2 separate regions of the Sus scrofa genome follow, and region 2 is linked to region 1. The links are chromatin contacts, called in public HiChIP or PLAC-seq maps. All regions are on one chromosome and are shown on one strand. Each heading gives the region's core, a stretch centred on a gene start, on an enhancer-like site or on the middle of the called end of the contact. The rest is flanking DNA. Distances are from core to core; before and after follow the strand shown. Region 1 overlaps LOC106509841 (a long non-coding RNA gene). Region 2 overlaps LOC106509843 (a long non-coding RNA gene).

Evidence for each region. HiChIP or PLAC-seq counts read pairs in DNA pulled down with a chosen protein or histone mark.
Region 2: a contact with region 1 is called in an H3K27ac HiChIP or PLAC-seq map of skeletal muscle. The contact joins two enhancer-like sites. A contact is called at or near these places in 2 of 2 datasets of contacts at active chromatin or transcription factors (alveolar macrophages and skeletal muscle).

Annotation. Positions count from the first base shown.
Region 1 is chr3:97,256,183-97,261,945 of Sscrofa11.1, forward strand. All of the region lies in intron 2 of LOC106509841 (a long non-coding RNA gene), which reads left to right. Among named protein-coding and RNA genes, the nearest start is that of ZFP36L2, 59 kb to the left of the region's middle. Within about 2 kb of position 3,554, at least 27 of the 83 cell types and tissues checked have an H3K27ac peak or open chromatin away from gene starts, as enhancers often do. A contact at or near this core is called in skeletal muscle, where this site is marked.
Region 2 is chr3:97,548,110-97,554,143 of Sscrofa11.1, forward strand. The region is part of intron 2 of LOC106509843 (a long non-coding RNA gene); the gene reads right to left. Among named protein-coding and RNA genes, the nearest start is that of TRNAI-UAU, 17 kb to the right of the region's middle. Within about 2 kb of position 1,947, at least 30 of the 83 cell types and tissues checked have an H3K27ac peak or open chromatin away from gene starts, as enhancers often do. A contact at or near this core is called in skeletal muscle, where this site is marked.

The DNA.
Region 1 (5,763 bases), core at 2,304-4,803:
CCTGGGGAGGGTCCCTGGGGTTGATGTGATCTGGTTTGAATGACAGGACAGGAAAAGATGCTTCCATTAGAGTGTGGATATTTGCTAACATTTGATAAGTAGATTTTCAGTAGTACACGTATATGATTTATGGATACGTATAAATATATTAAGGGTTTGTGCTGACACGTGTTATTTTTTTTTACCGATAGCATTTAATCAAGCAAGTCTGGAGACTTATAGATGTATAGCCTTATAGACTACTGCATGCAGGAGAGGTTTGCCCTTTACTGGCTGTGCGACTCAGGAAAGGTACTAGACCTCTCTGAGTCCAAGTGTTCCTATCTGTAAAATGGAAATGATCTCCCTTCCTACCCCATGGGGTTGTGCAGGCTGGATGAAATAAAACTGTAAAGGAAACGAGGCCTGCAAGATGCATCCTGAGACCCAGCTTGGGGACATCCGGGCTGCTGGTGGGTCCCGATGGCAGAGGTGGAGGAAGGAGGGGAGAAGGGTGGCCCCTATTGATGGGGACTCTGGGGCTTGGGCAGGCCGGGCTGAGACAGTCCCAGTGGTGTTTGATAAAAGGAAGGAGCTCTTTCTGTTCAGTAAATATTATAAGAAAAGCCTGTCTCCAGGGAACGGCTCCCTCCCGTTCCCCGCTTGGGGGCCAAAGTCCCCAAGGGGCCAGTCTGGAGGCTTCTTTTATGTGACTGTAAAGTAATCCAGGGCCTGGCAGGGTCGAGGCTGGGCGGGCACTGACACGCAGGGCGGCATTGATGCGGTCAATGATTACCTTTTATGCCTTGCCATAAAGGCAACCGCCCGGCCCTCCGGACAATGCCCCCTCCAGACAATGCGTCAGGAGGGTGGGTGTACACACACACACACACACACACACACACACACACACACACGGCTGCTGGCAGGGACCAACACACACACACACACACACACACACACACACACACACGGCTGCTGGCAGGGACCAACACACACACACACACACACACACACACACACACACACACACACACGGCTGCTGGCAGGGACCAATCCCTGTCTGAGATCTCTGGGGACATCCTCAAAAGGTGGTCCCTGGAGCCTTGGTTCAGGAGCTAAAGGGGTTTGGGTGGCCGAAAATGGGACTCAGTGAGGTTCAAGACACAAAAGAGCTACCTCCAGGGTCCTGGATCCTGTTCCAGGTGGGTCTAGGCATGGGGGTGGGGTGGTCACCCAGCCTTAGGTACCAAGTCTCAGTGGGAAGGTGGGTATTCTAGGGCAAGTCAAAGATTCCCATTTTACAGGTGAGGCAGTTGAGGTCTGATGCACAGCGACACGCCCAGTGGCAGAGCTGGGAGTAGGACCCTGGGCCTCTCTGGCAGCACCAGACCCAGGGGGTCCAGGTGGGAACGTCAGGTGTCAGGAAAGGTTTGGGTCACTCCTCAGAGAAAACATCTCCCCCAGGACAGAGGGAGCTGGGAGGGACCTGAGGGCCTGGCCTTGAGGTTAATACCAGGAAGACACCAAGAAGCCATTTCTCTCACATGGCTGTGGGCCACATGTAGGTCCCTTCCCACAGCCTTCTTACCCTGTCCTTGTGGGTACACACCCTGCCCACCTGTAGTGGGGAGGCTGGCTGTAAGGGGGCAGGGCTGGGGCAGAGATGGCCAGATTAATATTCTACCTCTTGGGCTGATAAGGCCCAGGAACTTTGTCCTGGCAGACAGGCTGGAGGAGCAGGGGCTGTAGCCCCTGGTAGGGGGTTCTGGCAGGTTCCGGTGCCTGGGGCATCACTGTGGGGTGCCCGAGACTGGGGGTCAGGACTGGCATCACGTCCTCTCCCAGCTGTGGGGAGGGCTCTGCACTCCCGTCTCGGTGGACATGGTGGGGATCAAACCAAAGACTCCATGAGTTCCCGTTGTTGTGCAGCAGAAATGAAACCAACTAGGAACCATGAGGTGGTAGGTTCGATCCCTGGCCTCGCTCAGTGGGTTAAGGATCCGGCGTTGCTGTGAGCTGTGGTGTGGGTCACAGATGAGGCTTAGATCCTTCGTTGCTGTGGCTGTGGCATAGGCTGGCAGCTACAACTCTGATTCGATCCCTAGCTTGGGAACCTCCATGTGCCGTGGCTGCGGCCCTAAAAAGCAAAACAAACAAACAACCCCCCCCAAAGACTCCACAGGGCATCTCTCGGACAGGTCCGGCTGCTATCTTGAGGAAAGAGGGCTGTTATTCACAGCGGTTATAAATGCTTCGTGGAATCAGAGTGAAGTTGCTTTGAGCTTGAGCCAGAATGCTCCAATCAACCTTTGGCTCTGATAAAGATAAGAGGACCCAAGGTGATAACACACAAACCAGAAACTGTCAACAGGTGCTAATTAGGGCACTGGGTGCTGAGCCGCACCCACTACACCTGACGGAGGGGAGCGGACTCAGGTGGGGAGCCAGGGCCTGATCTGGGTGGGGGAAGATAAAGGCTCACTGCTGTACTTTCGTCTTAATGGCCTTTTTGTCACCTCCTCCATCCAAGGACTTCCCCACGCCCCTCCCCACCCCCATTCCTGCCTACCTGGCATTACATAACGTAAGACGAAAGAACAAAATACATTTGAACGTTGTGTAATAAAACATGATGGGCGTGATGTAACGCGGCGGACAGCGTCCCGAATTGGGAGCCAAGAGTCCCGGACTGTCGTCTTGCTCTGCACGACCTTGAGCCCGTCGTTACGCTGCGAACTCCAGCCACCCCACCCCCCCAACTGCCACAAAATGGGGGGTGTTGATGGGGCAGTTGTAGAGTAATCCCCCCTTGGGGTCCCTGCCAGGTCTAAAGTTCAGGCTTCTCTGCCGCAAAACCCTGCAGTCTGTGAAGCGCACGAAACATGTCGCTGGTGCCATCCCGCCACGCTGGGGTGTGTGTGACACTTGACAGAGGCACAAGTCTATCTGCGGGAGGGGGAGCCGACAGAGGGCTCGGAGGTGAGGACAGGTCTCAGAGCTCCTGGAATCCCTCTCTCTGTCTGAGCCAGAGGTCACCGAGCCTGCTGCCTGCTCTTGGGGCACTCAGGCTATTTTTAACTCGGTGCCCCTTAAATAAACATGGCATCGGGCTGATGGCTGAGTCCCCTCCCCCCCAAGTGGACGCACAAACTGAAGTGGCCACCGAGAAGTGACCCAGGGTGCTGAGCCAGGGCTCCCTGTCTTCAGGTGCACGCTGGGCCCACTCAAGCCAGAGGAGCTCCTGGGGGGACCAGCACCACCCCTGTCGCATGTTCAGCCCGGCACAGATTCTACCTCCCATCAGCAAGGCCCATCCTGAGAGCAGGGCAGGGGCTTGCCACTCTCTTCCTGGGAAAAGAGCTGGACAGGGAGAAATGCAGGGATGGGGTGCAGGGGGGAGACGTGGCCGGAAAGTGGGACGAGGGCCCAGACCGGCCTTCCTCTGGTCAGCTTCCCCAGGCAGCAAAGGGTTACCTGCACGGCCAGCTTGCCGGGCTCAGAGCTGGGCAGTGACTCAGACCTGGGCCCGCCCACCTGCTCTCACGGGGCCAGTGACACAGGAGAAGGGCACACATCAGTGCTCCGGGGCTGAAGTAACAAGCTCAACAGAACTCACTCCAGGGGGCAGGGGCTCTAGGCTAGAGGTCTGCTCGTCCTGTCCCCGGGGGAGGGGGGCACTGGCCAGGGCGAGGGCAGGGGCGCTCAGGAACGGGGGAGTCCCAGGAAGGTGGTACCCAAGTGAATGTTGAAATATGGATAGAAACGCATCCCTCTGTCCCTCTGTATGTAGCCTTGCTCAGCTGCAGTTTCCTCACCTGAACAAGGCTGGCTAGTAGTGCTCAGATGCTGAGAGCTGACTCAGGGAGGTGGGAGGGAGGGTGTTTTTCAGGCAGAGCCAATGGGGTATACATGGGGGTAAAGACAGAAGAAAATGAAACACCCCAAACCTAAGCCCTCAGACTGATCCTGGAAAGCGGCGTGGAGCCCAGCTTGTGCCTCTGTGTGCTGGGACGGGAACTGGCTTCGGGAAGATGCGGGGCTGGCCACGCAGCCACTGCCAAGTCCAGCCAGGGAGGGGGCCCATTAGGGCAGAACCAGGAGCAGAAATCCCCAGGGCTTGACCATGGCTTCCCAAGATTGAGTCAGGGGTCAAGGTTTTGCATATGGAGGTTCCCAGGCTAGGGTTCGAATTGGAGCTGTAGCTGCCAGCCTACACCACAGCCACAGCAATGCAAGATCTGAGCCACGTCTGCAACCTACACCACCGCTCACAGCAACACCGGATCCTTAACCCACTGAGTGAGGCCAGGGATTCAACCCGCTTCCTCGTGGATCCTAGTCGGATTCGTTTACCACTGAGCCACAACGGGAACTCTTTGGCTACTTTTATTGTGAGGCTAGTGTAGTGGGGGGAGGCTTTGAAGTGCTGCAGAGGAGGAGTCTAGGGGTATGTGTTTGTGTGCAAGAGAGAGAGGACTGTAGTGCTGAGGCATATTCGAAGGATCGAGTCCCCTCAGCAGCCAGTATCTGTGCCTGTTCTAGGGAGGGAGCCAGAGGCACAGACCCCTTTCCCAGGCCTCTGGTCCTGCTCTCTGGTACCAGGAGGTGTTGGGGCCTCTGCAGGAGAGGCCAGGAGGCCACACCCCACAAGACTGTTCTGGTTCAGCCTGGCACCTGCACTATTTCATCTCTAGTAAGAGTGTGGCTGAATGTGAATGGGGGTGCGTGTGTGTGTGTGTGTGTGTGTGTACGCACATGTGGCATTTCGAGATCAAAGAATGCTTAGAAGTTCCTGCTAAAAGGTCAGGCCAGTGAGGAGTGAGGGCCTGGCCCGTCTCCTCAGGCCCTGGCATAGGACACAGCCTTCCCACCCAAATCTGCTGGGCCTCAGGGGCATCAGAAGCTGACGGGCCTCTGACTCAGGCGGAGCCAGAAGGAGGGGCTGGAAGTGCCAGGCTGAGGAGGGGCAGGTTAGTCATCCGCTGAGCGCAGGCAGGACATTGAGCTTCGGGCGAGAGGCTTTCCTGCCACCGAAACAACAGCCAGGGCTGGGGCCAGGGGTCACCACGCAGGATAGGACGAGCTCTTGGGGTCCCTGAGCAGGAGGACGAGGTCCTGGTGCCTGAGCCCAGGTCCAGGAAGGTCTTTGGGGATTTGCTGCAGCGCTGTGTTGCTGGCAGCTCACGGGCAGGCTGCTCGTCTGTCCGTGCAGAGCGGCGAGCCTCCAGGGGCAGGTCCACAGCACCCAGCACAGGGCTGGGCCCCGCAGGAACACACTCCCTGGTCATGGGGTGGGACTGAGCAGAGCTGAGACAAGAGTGCTGGAGACCCGAACTCCTCTGAGGCCAAGAGGACACACCAGGATGGGGAAGGAGCTGCGAGTGTCCCATCTGCCAAGGCCTCTGCCATGGAGAAGAGGAACGGCCCCGATACCCCAGGGATGCTCCAAGCTTCCTGGCCCCAAGACAGGGACTGTGGGTAGGACCCTCCTCAGCTTATGCCAATTCTGGCTGCACAGGCCCCGTGGAAAATCTCCCCTGAAAGAAGCTGTCTTGGAGCTTTCCAGGAATGCTGGCCCCAGGGGCGGAACTAGGGTGGCAGCCGAGGGGAGAGGCATAGGGTGGTATGTTCCAGAATAGACTTGGATCCAAATACGAGAGCACTGTGTTCCCACAGGCCTGATGCCTGGCTGTGGAGGAACCAGGAGGTCACCGATGTGCCTGGCAGCACCAGGATGAGGCAGACTGTGTGTGTGTGTGTGTGTGTGTGTGTGTGTGTGTG
Region 2 (6,034 bases), core at 697-3,196, 290 kb after region 1:
AACATTTGCAACAGCAGGCGTAATACAGGAGCCACGTGAGAGTCCTCTCACCAGGAACAAACACTACCATATTAGGCCAGGTTAGTCAGAAGGCTAGAATGTTCTGCAAGTTTCGGCCTGCACGTGGTGGGGATTCCAGGCCTCGTGATGTGTCTTGTAGAAGTGCATATACTTGTATGAGGGTTTTTTGTTTTGTTTTTTTGTTTTTTAGGGCTGCACCTACGGCATAGGGAAATTCCAGGGCTCGAATTGGAGCTGCAGCTGCCGGCCTACACCACAGCCACAGCAATGCCAGATCTGAGCCACGTCGGTGACCTACACCACAGCCCACAACTACCAGGATACCCAACCCTCTGAACAAGGCCAGGGGTGGAACCCACATCCTCATGGATACTAGTCAGGTTCACTACCACTGAGCCACAACGGGAACTCCTGTAGTAAAGACTGTGATGGGCGGGGGGTGTCTGTGAGGAAGACAGCAAAATAGCTGGTGGTTACCAGTACAGGCTCTGAGGCCTAACTGCCTGGGCTTGAATCCCAGGTTTAACAATTACTGGCTTTGTGACCTTAAGCTGTCATCTCGGTGTGACTCAATTCACCCATCTGTTAATTGGGATAAATAACAATACCTACTTCATGCAGTTGTTATAAGGATTCAGTTGCTTAATCCTCTTGTATGGTGTTAGAACAATGCCTACTGTATAGGAAATTTCCAGTAGGTTATAACTACTATGTTTGACTATATATCCATATCCAAAAAATAGATTTATGAGCTTCTATGTAAAGGTTTCATGGTGTCTGTATATCTCTTGAGTGTGAGAATGTACACATCTGTGTAACTGTGTCTTTCTATTTTGGGACTAAGTGTAGGAGACCCTCTGTGCCCAGTGATAATAAGGGCTGGTGTTCGTTTCATGTCTGCGGTGTCAGGCACTACCCCAAGAGTCCTACGAGGACTCACGTGGAAACCCACGTGAATGTAAACGGCTGAGCACGTGTTCTGACACATGTGCCAGTGAGTTCCTGTGAGGGTGGCCTGTCAGCCCTGCAGGGAGAAACCCCCAACCTGAGCGAGCTGTGTAAGAGATGAAGACCCCCCGGCCACCCAACCCCACCACAGCCTGCACGCCCACAACACTGGGGAGCGGTGGGGGGTGGGGGCAGTAAATTATACCCATCACCCACCCCCTTTCCCAGTTAGTTTGAAATGCCTGTGTCTGCTTTCCTCCAATAGGAGAGAAGCCTGGAGAGGAGTCCACCAATCATGGCCTTCCTTTCATCCTACGTCTGTCTTGGTCTTGCCCTGGCCCCAGGGAGCTCAGGGCGGGTTCCCGCTGGACTGGCCCAGCTTTTTATGGGGTGTGCCATTTTTCACTGAGTGACATCTGGTTCTGACTCACTGTGTATGGCCCTGAAAGGACAGAGTCCAACACAAACAAGATAGTGAATTATCCTCGTGGAGAAAGCCTTCCCATTTTACCTGTTGTAGTCTGTTGCTTCCGTTATCCAATATTGGTAACATTTCAAGCATAAAAGGATGTTTGAAGATTTATGAATGTGCTTTTCTTTCTTGCCTCTATGAATACGTGACCTTCATCTACCTTTGAGGCATCCGTCTCTGCCTGAGGAGAGACTAGGATGAAGTTGTGACATTGAAAGCACAGAAGAAAAATGCTGTAATATTTGGCATCTGACAGGCAAAATACAATTATGTAGTAGGTCAAGAGTCTTCTAAACCAGACCATTCACTTGAAAGCATGTTTTCTGGATGCCTTCATTTCTCCCCCTGGGTGTGATCATGGCATTTTTTTGTAACGGATGCTGAGGCAAGAAGAGAAAGTTCCATCTGCTTTGCTCTAGAGAAGAAACCCCAGTGTGGCCTCTGTCCCAGTCTCTCAGGCTGCCCTGAACCCACCCATCCTCTGCCTCCAACACCAGGGCTCCAGGGTACAGCAGAGGAGCCTCAGAAGTTCAGCTTCACAGCCAACTTCAGTTCCCACAGGCCAGGCAACCACACTGTGAGCCAGCAGGTCAACTGGGGTCAAGCTGTACAACAAGGAGATGCCACGGGGTGGGAGGGGGCACTACCAGGTTAGTGGAGGCCCCCTGGGAGGCAGCCAGGAGAACTCAGGTGCAGTGGGCTGGTCAGCTGGGGCACCACAGAGGCTCTGGCCAGACCAGGAGGGACCAGACCATGAGTTATACAAACTCAGCTTCAAGCACAATCCGTGGCCAGCAGGGACAAGGGACCTTGTGGGGGAAACCAGAAGACACCAACCCCAGGATCCCAACACCTCACTCCTGTCAGATATCACATGAGCCGCCCTTGTCTGTCCACACACCTCGGTCTCATCTTAGTGGGTGAAGATTAGGAAGGCAATCTGAAAACTGAGCACTTTTCTCTAAGAGAAACAATCTAATAGGACGGGCTAAACTATTGGGTCCCAGGACATTTAAATCAAGTTGAACATTTCACTGTTTTTCTCACTCTTCATCAGATAGGGGTTAGGGGAAAGGTCAGATTAGTTATATAACAAATAAAGAAATTACTCTTTTTTCTGCACAGATGAACTGAAGTGGGAGTGAAATTTTCAACCCTGTTGCACACACAAAAATAGAGGACTCTCCCCTGCCTCTGCTGAAATGCCAGCTGGCCCGTCCAACTAAAGACAATGATCCCAGGAGGGGACAAGTCCTGGCCTCCTCCAGGTGGTGGGACAGGTCCTGGCAGAGTAGGATGAAGCTTCCCTTCCACCCAAATGCTTACGTCAACCTTCCTGGGATCACACACAACAGGTCCCCTCCCCTTGCCCTATCTGTGGTTTTTTAAAAGAATAAGGTCTTAATTCTCTTTCCAAGGCATTTGGGCTCCAGGCCCTGGCCGCTTTCTTCCCTGAGGAGGTGGGAATGTGGAAGGTGAATTGAGAGCAGTCCAAGGTCCTACACCCTAGGTATCTGGGAAGGAGGGGTCAGGGGCGGAGAGCAGACATGCAGAGGGCGATGCTGCCACCTGCTGGAGTTCGGGGGAGAGACAGCCCAGTAGGGAACCTTGTTTCACCAGAGGAGGGGTAGGGGACCACCTCAGAATCCTGCCCTGGAATGATTCACTGTTTTTCTTCAAAATAGTGTCTCACCTATTACCCCATTTGTCATCTGGTTTGCTGGTTGGGGACAATGTCATTCATCCCATTTTATGATGAGTAAACTAATACCCAAGAAAGAGTAGAATGCTGTCTGATGTCACATGAGGAGGGCTTAAAGCCTCCTAGCCTAGAGCTGTGTCCCCAGCTCGGTACTCAGACTAGTGTGTGGGGGAAAAGAGAGGGGTCCCTTTCTGAACAAGGCTGAGAGGGCCAGTCCCAACATCCAGGGAGACAGTGTGAGGAGAAGAGGCATCTACACCCTCCTGTGGGGACTAGGGCACTGGGCGCTAATGACAACCCTGTAGTGGCTCTGGGCCTGATGTATGTCTGCAGTGATTTTATTTTCAACAGATTCACATACACATTACCATAGAGATCGTTAAAGTCAATCTGGCGTCATTTTCTGAAATGCCACAAGGGCAGGCTGGCTGCTGGGACCAATGCCTGTCCTAACTAACTGGGCCCCTCGATGTCTCAGAGGGCCCACCCCACCTGGGCCCATCACAGTCCCTGTTCAGAGTTCTCTGTCTTGTGGCCTCTCTGGTTCCCCAGATCCCGGGACCTGGACCCCAGCCCTGCCCTGCAATCTGCTGCGCAGGACTCCCCCAGTCGCAGCCTATCTACCAGAATCGCCCACATCTGACTCTCCTATGCCCTGGGATACCTGCACCTCAGACCAGCTGACAAGGGCGCCTGGACCATACCAAAGTTGGCCCCATCATGTCCCAGGTCCTCACGGCAGGGTCAGTTCCTCCAGGCCCTCTTCTCCAGCAAGGATGCAGGCTCCTTCCCAGTCCCTGTTCTGCTGTGAATAACTGTCAAGTGGGGAGACGATGGCCAGTTCAGAGCTAGGGCTGGAGTCTGAGCCCAGTGGCTTTCAAAGGCACCCCCCTCAGGTAGCCACAGCAGCCCTCAGCTCCATCTCATAACCACATCACTAACAGAAACTTCTCTGATGTGGCTTAGAGGGCAAATTAGGAAGCCATGAAAACACGATTGACGAAAAGGACTGTTGAATTGAACTCAGGACAGGCAATGACTTTCTAGGTGAAGAGATCATACAGGGAAAGACATGGCTTAACAAATCATTGAAACTTCTGAACATCAAAAACACCTCACAAGTCCCATCATGGCGCAGCGGAAACGAATCCAACTAGGAACTGTGAGGTTGTGGGTTCGATCCCTGGCCTCGCTCAGTGGGTTAAGGATCCAGCATTGCCGTGAGCTGTGGTGTAGGTCGCAGATGCAGCTGAGATCTGGCATTACTGTGGCTGTGGCGTAGGCCAGCAGCTGTAGCTCCGATTGGACCCCTAGCCTGAGAACCTCCACATGTCGTGGGTGCGGCCCTAGAAAAGACAAAAAAAAAAAAAAAAAAAACTCAAAATAAAAAGGCGAGCAGTCCCTCAGTGGAAGAGTTTTTGACAGCCTTAACGTGTTTTTTCCACATATGTCCTTTAATGCCCTTGATGATTTTTAGTTGGGAACATTAGGTTGTGCTCTTATATATTAAACAAGAAAAGCTTGCTTATTTTGAATGCTTTGAATTTTGAATCTTTGAGTATATTATCTATTGACTAAAAAAGAAAAAGATGGCATTTTCAATATAAATCAAAAAATATTTTAATTGATTCTATGTGAACAGTTTATGAAAGAAAATGTAATACTAAAAAAAATTCCTAAGGGGAACTTCTGCCCCAACCCTCAGCCCAGAAAGCAGAGAAAGTGACTAAGTGTCTCCAGCAGCACCCACCCTCTGCTTTCTGCTCCCCTGTCCCTCTTCCAAGCACCTTTCTTTCCCAAAGCCCCCCACACACACTCCCTATCCTTCTTTCCCACCCCCACCACCTGCTCTCTGATGGGCTTTGCTAAACTCACACATGCTGAGGGGCTGAGGGGCTGGCAGGCTGCCCACCAGGAGAAAGCATGAAGGAGCAGGAGGAAAACTGGAGCTATTGAGATGGGACCTTATTTTTATGTTCTTTTTTTTTCCTTTCTTTATTTTTAGGGCTGCACCCACGGCATATGGAAATTCCCAGGCTAGGAGTTGAATCAGGGCTGCAGCTGACGGCCTACACCACAGCCACAGCAACGCAGGATCTGAGCCACATTTGCAACCTACACTACAGCTTGTGGCAATGCCAGATACTTGACCCACTGAGCAAGACCAGGGAATCAAACCCACATCCTCATGAATACTAATTGGGTTCTTAACCTGCTGAGCCACAATAGGAACCCCCCCTCCTTTATGTCTTTTTTTTTTTTTTTTGTCTTTTTGCCTTTTCTAGGGCCGATCCTGTGGCACATGGAGGTTCCCAGGCTAGGGAATCTAATTGGAGCTGTAATCGCCGGCCTACACCAGAGCCACAGCAACTCAGGATCCGAGCTGCATCTGCAACCTACACCACAGCTCACGGCAACGCTGGATCCTTAACCCACTGAGCAAGGCCAGGGATGGAACCCGCAACCTCATGGTTCCTAGTCGGATTCGTTAACCACTGAACCATGACAGGAACTCCCGGAACCCCTTATTTTATGTTCTGACATTGACACTGCAGGCCAAGCCCACTGTTAAGCTGCTGATACATAGCAAATCACGACCTGGAACTGGTGTGGGCTTTGAAGAAGAGTTAAAAGTTTGTCGCAGTGTTGTTTTTTGATGAGAATTTCGAAGGCCTGAGCCCTGGGGTAGAGCTTTGGATGAGTCCTTCTATACAAAACAGGTGATTAAAGATCCAGCTCCTAAGGACCGGCATCCTCGGAGCCATTTTCCCAAAGGGCAGGGGCAACCAGAGGACGGATGGGGACCTGGCTAAGGCTCTGCCTGTGGTCAGCAGAGGGCTAACAGGCAGATGACCAGGGCCATCCCTCCCCCCAATCCAGGCCTTCACTGG